Linked DNA regions of Anas platyrhynchos: region 1 is linked to region 2. Evidence: chromatin contacts called from public Hi-C data. All regions are on one chromosome and are shown on one strand. Each heading gives the region's core, a stretch centred on a gene start, on an enhancer-like site or on the middle of the called end of the contact. The rest is flanking DNA. Distances are from core to core; before and after follow the strand shown. Region 1 overlaps LOC101802544 (a long non-coding RNA gene). Region 2 overlaps LOC101802544 (a long non-coding RNA gene).

The links. Hi-C and Micro-C count contacts between places; a contact is called where the count stands out from the background.
Region 1: a Hi-C map of small yellow follicle shows a contact between it and region 2, with 2.6 times the contacts expected there. The contact joins two enhancer-like sites. A contact is called at or near these places in 5 of 8 Hi-C or Micro-C datasets (liver, skeletal muscle, small yellow follicle and 1 more).

What each region holds. Positions count from the first base shown.
Region 1 is chr1:178,850,441-178,856,391 of IASCAAS_PekinDuck_T2T, forward strand. LOC101802544 (a long non-coding RNA gene) reads left to right here. Exons shown (of 12, transcript XR_011806436.1): 7 at 4,425-4,496. All of the region lies in intron 1 of LOC140001320 (a long non-coding RNA gene), which reads right to left. Among named protein-coding and RNA genes, the nearest start is that of KCNRG, 86 kb to the left of the region's middle. Within about 2 kb of position 2,246, at least 5 of the 8 cell types and tissues checked have an H3K27ac peak or open chromatin away from gene starts, as enhancers often do.
Region 2 is chr1:178,816,525-178,822,067 of IASCAAS_PekinDuck_T2T, forward strand. It overlaps LOC101802544 (a long non-coding RNA gene), which reads left to right. Exons shown (of 12, transcript XR_011806436.1): 4 at 2,233-2,303; 5 at 4,719-5,143. The region is part of intron 2 of LOC140001320 (a long non-coding RNA gene); the gene reads right to left. Among named protein-coding and RNA genes, the nearest start is that of KCNRG, 52 kb to the left of the region's middle. Within about 2 kb of position 1,342, at least 2 of the 8 cell types and tissues checked have an H3K27ac peak or open chromatin away from gene starts, as enhancers often do.

The DNA of each region.
Region 1 (5,951 bases), core at 996-3,495, 35 kb after region 2:
TATTCTCCAGTAAGGTCGGTTTATGAATCACTGCCCACCAGCCCAGTCGGTGCAGTAGTGAAACAAACACTTCCAGGGCTTCTCCTTCTTCACATCCAACCAGCCAGAGCCAACCTGAGGCAGTCCTCATCCTCCCTGTTCCTGCAGTGCCAGCTGTGCTAACTGCACGCTGTGGTTCAAAGGTTTTATATGTTAATAAAAGGCCTCTTCCTCATCTCTTTCTCCTTGCTTAATCGTGCCCTTACCTAAACCAAACTTTCTTCCTCTTTATCTCTGTAGAAACTCGTTGCTACCGCTGTAATTTTGACCAGTGGTTTCTCTTGTTCCCTATGCTTGCCTTCAGATCCTCTCTACTACAGAGAGGAAGCCTGGGAGCCCACCATAGAAAAGAGTGAGAAAATCACTAGAAAAACCATGGGATAGTGTTACTCCCATCACAGTAACTCGGGAAGTGGAATTTCATTCTGCTTTTTATTAAGCGAATAAACTGAAGCCACAGCTCTGTGCTGCCAAACCTGCACGTTACGTTTCAGAACTGAGCAGGCCAGGGTCACAGTCTTTGGACGTTATCAGAAATAATTTTCTTCCTTTCCACTTGGGAAGTTGTCCTGATGCTAGGTTTATCCTCCAGAGACACGTAGGAAGGACAAGGAGATTTGATGGGAAGTCTCTATATTTAGCAGGGAGGAAGGTCGGCATTGCTTACGTTCAGTTCCCTGGTTACTTGAGGCTCCTTCCAATTTTCAGTCGGCAGGCATGGGTGAATGCAGCTAGAGCTTAAAGGGTAGGGGAGCAGGAAGGGATGGAGGAACAGGCGAGGATCTGGAGCCCTTCACAGCATCCTTTCACCCTCTGCCTCCTGGCGCTGGTAATTCCGCACTCGAACAGCCAGTGCTTTACTGAAAAAAAAATAATAAAAAGCCTCTCCTGTTTGGCTTTACTTTTAACACCTCAGGTGTTGAGCAAATTAAGGCGAACCTCTGTGCCAGGGCTCTGTCTCTTTAACTTTATGTGTACACCAGCAGGCACAGTAGGAACCCATTCTGTTTTGAAGAGCCGATCGCATAAATGGCTGATAATTCGGAAAGGAAGGAATCCACGTTTTCTATTACTTCCCTGGCCTCCCGGAATTATTAATTTAAGTTTAATGAGTTCTATAGGTCTACTTTATTTTGTTTAAATTAAATGCTTCTCTTTTAACAAGACCACTTAAAATTAAATACGAAAGCAGGGCAGCCTGTATTAATGTTAAATTTATTAGAGAATTTTAAAATAACACAATAAAAATCCCATGCAACACGTTTTCTGATGCCAAAGTCTGAGAGAAAGTCAAACCACCGAAAGGGTGGGAGTCGCTGGCAGAGCACACGGACCTATAACCTATGCTGAAGTTGCTTCTGATAGCTTTTTTTCCCCCCTTTTAATGTACTCATTTACTTTATATGAATGACTAATAGGTTCGAAATAGAAAAATCCACGGAGGGACGAAAAAGCAGGCAATTTCCTTTTTTTTTTTTTTTTTTTTTTTAATTCCTCCTGGAGTCCATGAATGAAAGCGGCCGGAGGATGCGATGTACTAGTTCCAGCGTCCTGCAGGTCGTGCTGACCAGAAACAATCCCTTCAGCTCAGCAGCTAGCAGCGATTAGGCCTTGTTGAATAAATCAGTTTTCAGTGCACCGTGTTCTGAGAAATCTATTCTTTCCCTTGCATGTTATGAGCATCTGAGGTTATTTCATTGAACTGATAAAAAAATGAAGCGCTCTTCTGCTGCGTTTTAATTGAATTCCGCTTTCCGTCTACACGGAGTTTATGAATTGTAATTGGAAGACTGAATCATGCAGTAAAGAAAATCCATTAAAACTTCTGTCATAAAATGCAAAAATTAAGGAGCAGAGGTTGCCTATGGAGGTGATTAAGTAAAAATTGTAAAACTACGGAATAACAGCTTGGATGGCAAGAAGACCCCTGTTTTGCGAAGTGGCTATGTTGAGTTGGAGGAGGGCCTTTAAAATGAAAATAAAACAATGCAGACCTAAAGCTGTATCAAAACAGACTGAGCGAGGCAGGGTCTTTCTGCTTTAAGAGCTAGTTAAAGGTGGCGATTTCACTCCCAGACACAACCCAGCACCCTGAGAGCTGCCGCCGGGCCCTCCGAGCCCTGACCGGACCCAGCCCGTGGCGGAAAGCCCTGGTTCAGCATCGGCTGGCCCTGAGCTCCCTCTGACCATCACAGGCCCTCGCTCGTCTTGGAACAAAACCCAAGCAGCTGCTGCTTATATAAACCGTGGCGGTGCAGCAGCAGCACCCATCGCCTCTGCCTCTGCCTCCCGGGGGGCTCTTCGGTGCCGGCAGCAGGAGAAACCAGCGCCGGCAGCTCGCAAAGAAGCAGCGGAGCCACCGGGACCAGCTGGGGAGAAGGTGGAAGATGGCCTGAGGTTAGACGACCCCGGGTGTCAGGCGTGTGGCCTTGACGAATCGCAATTGCTCGACAATTGCTCCAGGCTTGGAAAACATCGCCTTATCGTGTCGGTGCTGTATGCACTGATAGAGATTGTTTTCCTTCTGCGCACTGGGTATTTCTAACTCCGCTAGCGATGTGTGAAAACATAGATAAGTGCAGGCTGGAGGTCTCCAACTTGAAAGTCTGAGACTTGAAAGCGTCTCCTTCTTGAATTCCTCCTTTTGGCTAGCAGATGTCTGACTTTAACTCCAGAATCAGTCGATGTCCAGCATCTACAGCGCTCTTTGAAATGCCTTTTTTTTTTTTTTTTTTGAATGGTGTCTTTGTTAGAGCTGGAGAAGTTTCACTGGACAAATATCACAGTTTTCTGCTCGATGGATGCTTTTGTCTGAATTATCTCCTTGCATAGGTTCCAGCATTACGGCTGGTGGATACATTAAAGACGAGCAGCGGAGCAGTCCACGCTCCCAGCTCGGTATTTAAGGCAAGCGCAGAAGCTCAGCGTTGATTACATATTTTATACACTGTAAGAACTTAATTTTTTTGGTCTGGACTGTAACAGAACTTCCTTTTGAACCGCTGTCTGCAGTCGCTGTTTCTTCCCCTTTCAGCAAAAGTTTTAGTGATAATATAAACATCAGTCTCTTTCGGTTGAAGGTTTTGTTTTCCACGAAATAAAATGCTCCTTTTTCTGCAAAGCAGCCGAGGCTCTCCCTGAAATAACCTTCTCTTCCTACAACTTTCCTTGTATCTTAACACGTCTGCTCAAGTATAAGAAACTTCTCGGTACAGGAAGGGATGTAGAAAGACGTAAAAAATAATGGGATTTTTTAATATATTAATTAAAAAAAAAAAAGGAAGGGGGAGGCAGCATAGCACTGATATGGGCTTGTACAACCTCAGGGGCACAGAGGGGTAGGATCCCTGCGATTTGCAAGAGAACCTGGGGGCTTTGATTCCTTCATCTCCACAGCATTAGGAAGTAAACAGGGTAACAGTCTTGATGAAGACTTTGGTCATCAACTCAGCATCTTCCATGAGCCTTCTTATCTTTGCCTCTGTTTTCAGGTGCTTATTTCCAGCAGCCTCTCCCTCTAGAACGACTTCCATGCATGAGAAAAGGACAGGTTGGCTACTAGGAAATTTGACAACCTGTCAGTATTTCAGTTCTTGCTTTCAAACGAGATACCTGCCAGTCTGTTTGTTAAGGTTGCGTATTACTCACAGCTCTTTCCCTAGGTGAGATACAAGGGGCTTAGTGCCCTTTCCTAGTCAGGTCTTCAGATCTGCCATGAAGGATCCCAGGACGTCTGCCATGAAGGATCCCAGTCGTCCTGGTTTTCAGTTCCTTGTTGTGGAGATGTGTCACAGCCTGAGAACTCCTTTCAGGGAGATCTTCCTGGCTGGGGGAGCTCTGTAGGCACTGTTAACTACGCACCCTGCCTCTGGAACAATGACTTCTGTATTTTGAAAAAAACAGTAAACACAGTCTTGCGAAATACTTGTTTCAGGTCTTAGGTTATTTTAGATTTTTCCTTGTGGGTCCCTTCCGACTCAGATATTCTATGATTCTTCCTAACCTTAATATATGTAACTTTGGAGCATCCTTTAAGCATTATTTTGTCTCTTAGGATCAGTCCTAGCACAGTTTTAATCGTCTTTATCTCAGAATCAAAAAGCCACTGGTGAAATTTGGAGACAGGTACAGCGACAGGATTACAACCCTAGCCTGAGCTCCCATTCCAGACACAATCCATCCTCTATCTTGCTACAGATTTAACATCGGCTGCATGGTGTGACTTGAAATGTCTGCAGGAACAGTAACAAGCAATCCGCACTCAGGTGGCAGGGTGAAAGAGACAGCAGTGATATTTTTCAATGTGTTAACCAATCTAGAGTCTTTAAGCATGCTCAGGAAGTTATGCTAAGTCACTTGATTTTTTTTTCTCCATATATTTACAGGTTTTGCAGCTCTGATAGTATGGTTTTTATGACTAGTGTCAAACGTGAAGCTTTCAAAGCCACGTGCCAAAGGTAAGTTAGTTTAATAATCTTCTTTGTATACATTGCTAAAAATATTGTACGCTTGCAGGGGAATTTACAGGGGAATTGAGGGCTCAGCTCTGTTGATAAGGGTGTTGTGAAGCAGCGTGCGTCCCTACAGCGAGCTCTCCCATATACCGAGGAAGCGTGCATACTGCACCGGCTTCTAAAATAGTGCAACCTGATCCCTTCTGTACAGCTCAAGGGGTGGGGGTGAGGAGCAAAATTGAAGGAATAGTAGCCCAGATCCTCCTTCCCTCCAGATTTGGGGTCTGGTTTGTTCCATTGAGTTAAAAGAGCATTAACTGCATACGGCTGTTATCAGGAAGGACCCTTTGCTCTCCCCCTTCACAGTTCTTGTGGCACAGGCCAGGTTTAATCTAGTCTGTGTTAGGAGAAACTGAGTACACGTACAGGGTTATAATGAGCTTCCTCCTCGTTTTCATTTTCCCTCGCTGGTATGTAAATCATTGCTCTAATGCTTGTAAGGGATAAAAATCTGTAGGAGTTACGAAACTGAAGTGATTGCAGTAATGTGGAGGTCCTGAAGACTGTTAGTCTTCAGTGTTTATCTCACCGTTCAGCATTATAAAGCTAAAATTAGCTAAGCTCCAAATCAAAAGAGACTATCTCATATTTCCCTAACCAACAAATGCACACAAAAAAAAAAAGTCAAGTGAAAGTAAGTTACTAAACTACCCTTTACAAACAAGGACAGACAATAAGCAAGTCAGAAAAGTGGCTTACTGGAGTTTCACTTGTGGGTAGCGATTTAGAAGTTATCCAGGTATAGTAGTTCATAGATTTAACTTGGAAAGACTACCAAAATTAATATTTAGTCAGTAGTTGTGACAGCCAGTCAGTACACTGTCATACAGTAGGATCTTTGTGAAATTTATTATTTTATAAGAAAGGATGTTCAGGCACATACCACATTCAGCCAGAAACAAGGTTATTAAGAGCCCTGAAAAAGTACAGTTGTTTCGCTATTCTGCCTTGCCAGCTGGTGTCACCCAGTTTTCAGCATATTTATTTTTTAGTCCTTTGTGCAGTCTAAAGTGTGTATTTCTCATCTGATGATCTACTACTGATTTCTTAATTTGCATTAATCTTATTTGAGATATATTTGTAGCTCTCATATATGCTGAGAGTACATTTTCGGTCTGTGCTAGGTGTCTCTTTTGTACACATTCAGCACACATTTTAAAGTAATGCCCTGCCTGGCTAATACCAGTTATGCATATTAAGAACATTAACTGTACGTAGAGAAAATATTCATCAAAACCACTAAAATACTTCTAATTTTTTTTCTGAAAAAAAAAAAAAAAACAACTACTTTTTATGAAGCATTAATGCCAAACTTGAAAACTGCCCTGTTAGACATCCCTCGGTATAACTAGAAGGTAAGAGCAGAACCCAGCAGCAGCGACAGGAGAAGGAACTGGT
Region 2 (5,543 bases), core at 92-2,591:
GAAAGATTGAAGCTTAAACTTTATGGATATGTATGCCTGCATTTAAACAAAGTGCTATTGAAATTAATACAGGAGTGAGGGATCTGGAAATGCTTTAGCTAGCACTAATTTGTTTGCTTTTATGCTGTTCGATTCACTTCTTTTAAGATGGCTTGATGTAAGTTGTTCATTTGCTTCCCTAGCTTCCTAATTTCTGGGAAATTTTGAAATCTGAGCTTCAAAACATTTATTAAATTTTAGTAATGCTCGCGATTCTCATAAAAAGAGCAGCACATTATTTAACCATTTTATGAAATGGGTGATGAATCTGTCGAGGAACTAATTCTATCTCCAACTCGCTGCCTTAGTCAGGTCTGTAATCTTACTCTAGCTCCCTACCTACATTAAGTCGTGATTCTTAGATGTATGGATTTATTAAACATGCATCTTACAAACAGGGAGTTCCCTTTTTTACAGCTGTAGGTGGAAGATGGAGTATTAGTGGCAGGAGCGTATGGGAGAGTATAATTGCTGAGTGTTGGTGCTGGCTTCATGGTCAGAGAGATGACAGCTTAAAGTAACGCTGTACAGATCGATCCGTAGCTTAGCAGATGGATCACAATGACCAGAAGTTCACAGGATGCTGAGAGATGTCCCAGAACTTTGTTGGCTCACTGTGTTGAACCGAGTGGCTCGGTTTCTGTTTTCCTTTAGTAACTGTGTTGTAGAGGAAGGAGTAAAAGAGACAGAACCCTAGTAGCGGCTTATGATTTCCACATTTCCTCCTACATTTATGGGCGTTACCATAGAGATTGGAGTACTGGGTCTTAATCCTCTCCCAGTTATTTACCAAAGTGGGTTTGGAAGTGCAAGTGTGTTTAGTAGGCAGAAGAGATAGATGGTGAGCCTTGTGTGCCTATAGCTGAATGACACCCTGCGTTAAGGATTACTTTAGTACTGTCATCAACCGCTGACCGAATTTAACCTTTGCCAGAGTTATTTACCATCTCATGTATTAAAAATAAGATTTAATACTTCAGCCAAAAAGAAGCAGTAGTTTTCAGGCAGAGTGCATTGAGATATAACCCAGAGGTCATTTATTTTTAATACAGATTCAACAGTCTGCTGCTTTTTTCTTCCTCAGCTACTTTCCCTTTAGTTTTCTTTTTGAGGCCTGCTTCTCAAATTAACCTTAAGCACTTAATTATTTACACTCTGCCTCATGAAACAATTAATCTCGTACTTCAGTCACGATACTCGCATGAGTGTAGCTGGTGAGAGAATCCACATTAGTCCCTTGCGTCTTGTACTTGAGTTTTGCCTATCTGATAACCAATAGGCTGGAGCCAGGCGAGCGCCAAAGTGTGAGTCAGCATGCAAGCAGGGTAAGGAGTTGGGGCTCAGATCTGAATGCATGCTTGATACTACAGACGTAGGGAATGATTACAAGATGATTTATTCATATATATCTTTTTTAATTTAAGCACTTCTTTAGTTGTTTAGCTGAGCAGAGTTTAGATCCTCCATATGCTTAAAGTTAAACGGTTAAAGTTAAGTCTATTGAAGATTTTCTTAAAGCATATTTGGAGTTGATGTAATTCTCTGCCTTCAATAGAAGTCACATGGTTTTGAAAACCCCATTCTCATTGCTCTGCTAAGATGATAATTTTGTTTCTTTTATTCCACCCTTTTTTGTTAAAGTACTTTCATTTCCCTGGCTATTCCTATTCACCTTGTCTCCTTCTAACCTTTCCTCCAATGTCCAGTTTTCTGTTAACTTTTCTGCACTGATTATTCTTTGTCTCTCTTCCTTTTATTGGAGTTTTGGAGAGGTCATTACACTCTTTCAGTTTCTTTCCTTCTTTCATCAGTTCCTGGAATCCATCAGCAAATAAAACCCTCTGATTTCAACTATGTCTTTTTGCTGAGAAACACACGAGTCAAAATTCAATGCTAGGGCAATAGAAAGGCTACGAGGAGCACAGTGGATGCCATTTTTAGAGAAGGAAACTGGGACCCGCTTATTATTAAAAATAATTCTCTAAATTCGGATAATTATGATCTAAATCCAGGTGGTGGCATCGGGATGTTAGGGTGATTCTTTAAATAACCTTTATGCTTATTCTATATATATATTAAAAATAAAAAAAGTAGGTACATTGTACACAAGGTACACTGAATAGATCCATTGATTCTTTAAACTTAATGTCACCATTCAGTTACTGAGCTATGTATCCCTGAACTTTTCTTAAGCCTTGGGAGATACAGAAAGAAACTGGAAGAGAAGCAGGGGTCTACATGAAGGGCAGTCCACTGGAGTCTTGGTGAGTTCAAAAAATATGTATAAAGTTTTATTCCTGTTAAATTTTCACCTTTATGAAGTGACATATACTTAGGGTCCTGTGTACAGTGGCAAAACAAAGCCGGTTTTATTGAAACAGTCTCTACATTCTCTGGATTCGTTTATACTATCATCGTGTAAAAATCTGGGTTCAGTTATAGCTGAGTTTGTGGTGTGACTCCTGAATGAAAACAGTAAAGACATAAAATTCATTAGTTATTTTCACAATGATTATGCTACAGTGTTTACATGCCCAGTTTCTGAACAAAACAAGCTATATAGGATTGTGTTTTCTCCTCATAATTTTTGAATCCAGCGCTTAATTTCAGCTGCATTTGATCCAGGGATAGAGGTTACAAAGTCAAGTTTCTGCAGTTTAAGTTACAGTTCTTAGCAGATGGGATTAGAGAAAGGACTCAAATTTGTGCCCCCAGGACAGAAAAAGCTGCAGCTTGGACTTAGAAATTTTCTGTTCTGTTCAACTCGTTAACTTTGTAGAATCACAGAACGGTTTGGCTTGGAAGGGACCTTAAAGATCACCTCATTCCAGCCCCCCTGCCATAGGCAGGGACACCTCCCACTCGACCAGGTTGTCCAAAGCCCCATCCAGCCTGGCCTGGAACTTGCCACTTATTGCCACTTATTACTTCCTTCATTATTTGGTCTGACAGTCAGGGTGTGTGTTTCTTAAACCCAGCCACAACGTGGGTTGCTCTCAGTAATGAGAACTTGGTGTTTTGCGAAGGAATTTAGGGCAACTATTTAGAAGGGAGAGGGAAACCAACCAGGGTAGCGTCAGCTTGGGATTGCTGCACAAGTGTGCTGGGGACATGTGCAGGCCTGTCTAAGTGACTAGACTTCATTACTTTTCCAAGCTTCATGGTCATGGCACCTACAGAACTGATTGTCCTGAGAGATTTGGTCTGTGCCCTCTTCTCAGTCAGTGAGAAATTGGCAGGTGACACCTGCCAGAGGTGCTGCTTCACTCACTTTGCAGGCTTAGGTGGGCGGCACTAACTTGACTGCTGTGTGATACTTCTAAATCTTCTGTGCAACATTAGATCAGGGCCAAGATACAATACTTTTTAAACAGGGCTGGAGCACCCATCTTTAGACACAGTTGAATTTCTCAAATGATAATATGTACATTTTAAAAGCAGTAACATGGGGAAAAAAGGCACACTTCAAATTCACTAATTTGTAAGACAACTGCCTTGAAATGTGTTGTAACATCTGAAATGTACAGCTCAATTGTCCTCCTGCCCAGTTGAAAACCATCAGCCTGGCAGCAATACTCCTCACCATTTTCTGTTTATTTACAAGTTAGTTGTTTGACAAAATCACAGCCAGTAAGAGAACAACTGGTTGTTCAAAGACAAAAAAGGAAGGAAAGAAAAAATGACTGCATTCCAGCTGTATGGAACTTCTGGTTCCTCTGTTAGATTCTCAAACCCTTTCATTTGGTCCTAGTTTTGTGTTTTTATTTATTTATTTTTGAAAAGTATTGTTGTTTCCCTAACTGTATCTATATTAAAGGCACAAAGAAATGTCTGCTCCTTGATTCTAAGATCTAGTGGTTGTTCTTTGGTCCTTTATCATCAGTACTCTTACGAAGTGTCACCAGTTAAATATTATTTCATAGAACCCATAGCTGACCTGTTTGTAAATGGTTTATAATACAGAAAAGCGTTGTAACTTCCTTTGAAAGATCAACATAGATGTGTGTTTAATGAGAACAGCAAGGTCAAATAATAAATGTTAAGTTTTGTGTGAACAGTGAAGATGTGGTATATATTTAACATTACATTTGTTCTTCCTGTGTTTTAAATGATGTTCAGTAAGAGCTTAAATTTAGGAAATAATTATTGTTGATTTTCAAAAGGATTTTTTGTTTGAAAAAGCTCATGTTTAGTCTAAAAGTAACTGCTATTTCTCATGTATTTTCAAAGACCTTGGTCTCGTGTGCTGCTATATGTGGCCAGATATGTTCATGATCATGAAGACCTCAATAAATTCACAGGCCTATGCTGTCTCCCCAACATGTATGTTGTGAGACAGATTTTATGCAGGCTTAAGCGCTATCAAACAACTGTCACTGTAGACCAAAGGAACTAGGATAACACGGTCTTGCAGAGTAATTATTAAAAATATATCTACATTTATATTTCAAATGTATATCATTTGAAGTTCCCATGATGTGCTATCACTGCATGTAAAACCCATAAGCAATTTTAAGTAAACATTCTGTAAAAAGGGAACTAAAGATTCCTATAAATAACATGCAACTTAAATATGTATGGAACTCCTTTATTACGTGCTAAATGCTGTAGTAAAACAGGCTATCAGAAGCTTTGCTGCATGTTACTAATTTATTTTTTTTCTCCCAATATTTTTGCAGGTGTGTGGAGGAACGGGTCCCGTTCTGGCTGTTGTTACTCCCACATAGGTGGACTCTGTAACTGATTATGTGTGGGTAGGGCCCTAATTGAAATTAAGGAGATTCTGCAGTAGTGCAGGGTTCTGTTTGTGAAAGTTGAGTTGCAAGATCAGGACCCTACTGTGACTTCTTACTGTGAATTCTGTCACTGTATCATTGCTTGTGCTGGAACCTGCCTTTTGGGATAATGTAAGTCCTGCTTTTCCCCCAAATGTACTTTAGACATGAAATAATCATAAAAACGTTCCTAATTAGAAAATAAATATCATTTACATGCGTTCTTTTAATTATGTTTTTTTGGCAGTACCAAATAATATATTCCTCAAAACTTCTTAATGGCACTGAGGCTTTGTGGATAGTTGGTCACATGATGAGAAAATTCAGCTGTAAGTACACTGAAATGATTGAATTTTTCAATAGCTAGTTTTTACTGATGTTGACAAACTAATAATGATAGAAAGGTTAACCGAGAGGTTTGACTTATGCGTGACTTCAGTTCTTTTTGGAAAATACATGGAATATATCCATTAGGGATTTCATTATTCTTGTGTAATTCACCGTGTGAACCTGGAGTCCTTCTGTATTGCTGCTAGGTAGGGAGTTTTAATTTGTTTGTTTTCGTTGTTTTCAGAATAGCGTGTTGCTGACTTGCTCTGTATTTTCACCCATAAACTTCTTGAAATTTATAGATCTATAAAAACTGTTTATACCACCAGTATTTGTGTAGATATTACAAACAGATTTACTAACATAATTGTCTTGCTGAGTTGAACGTTGAAATGTTAA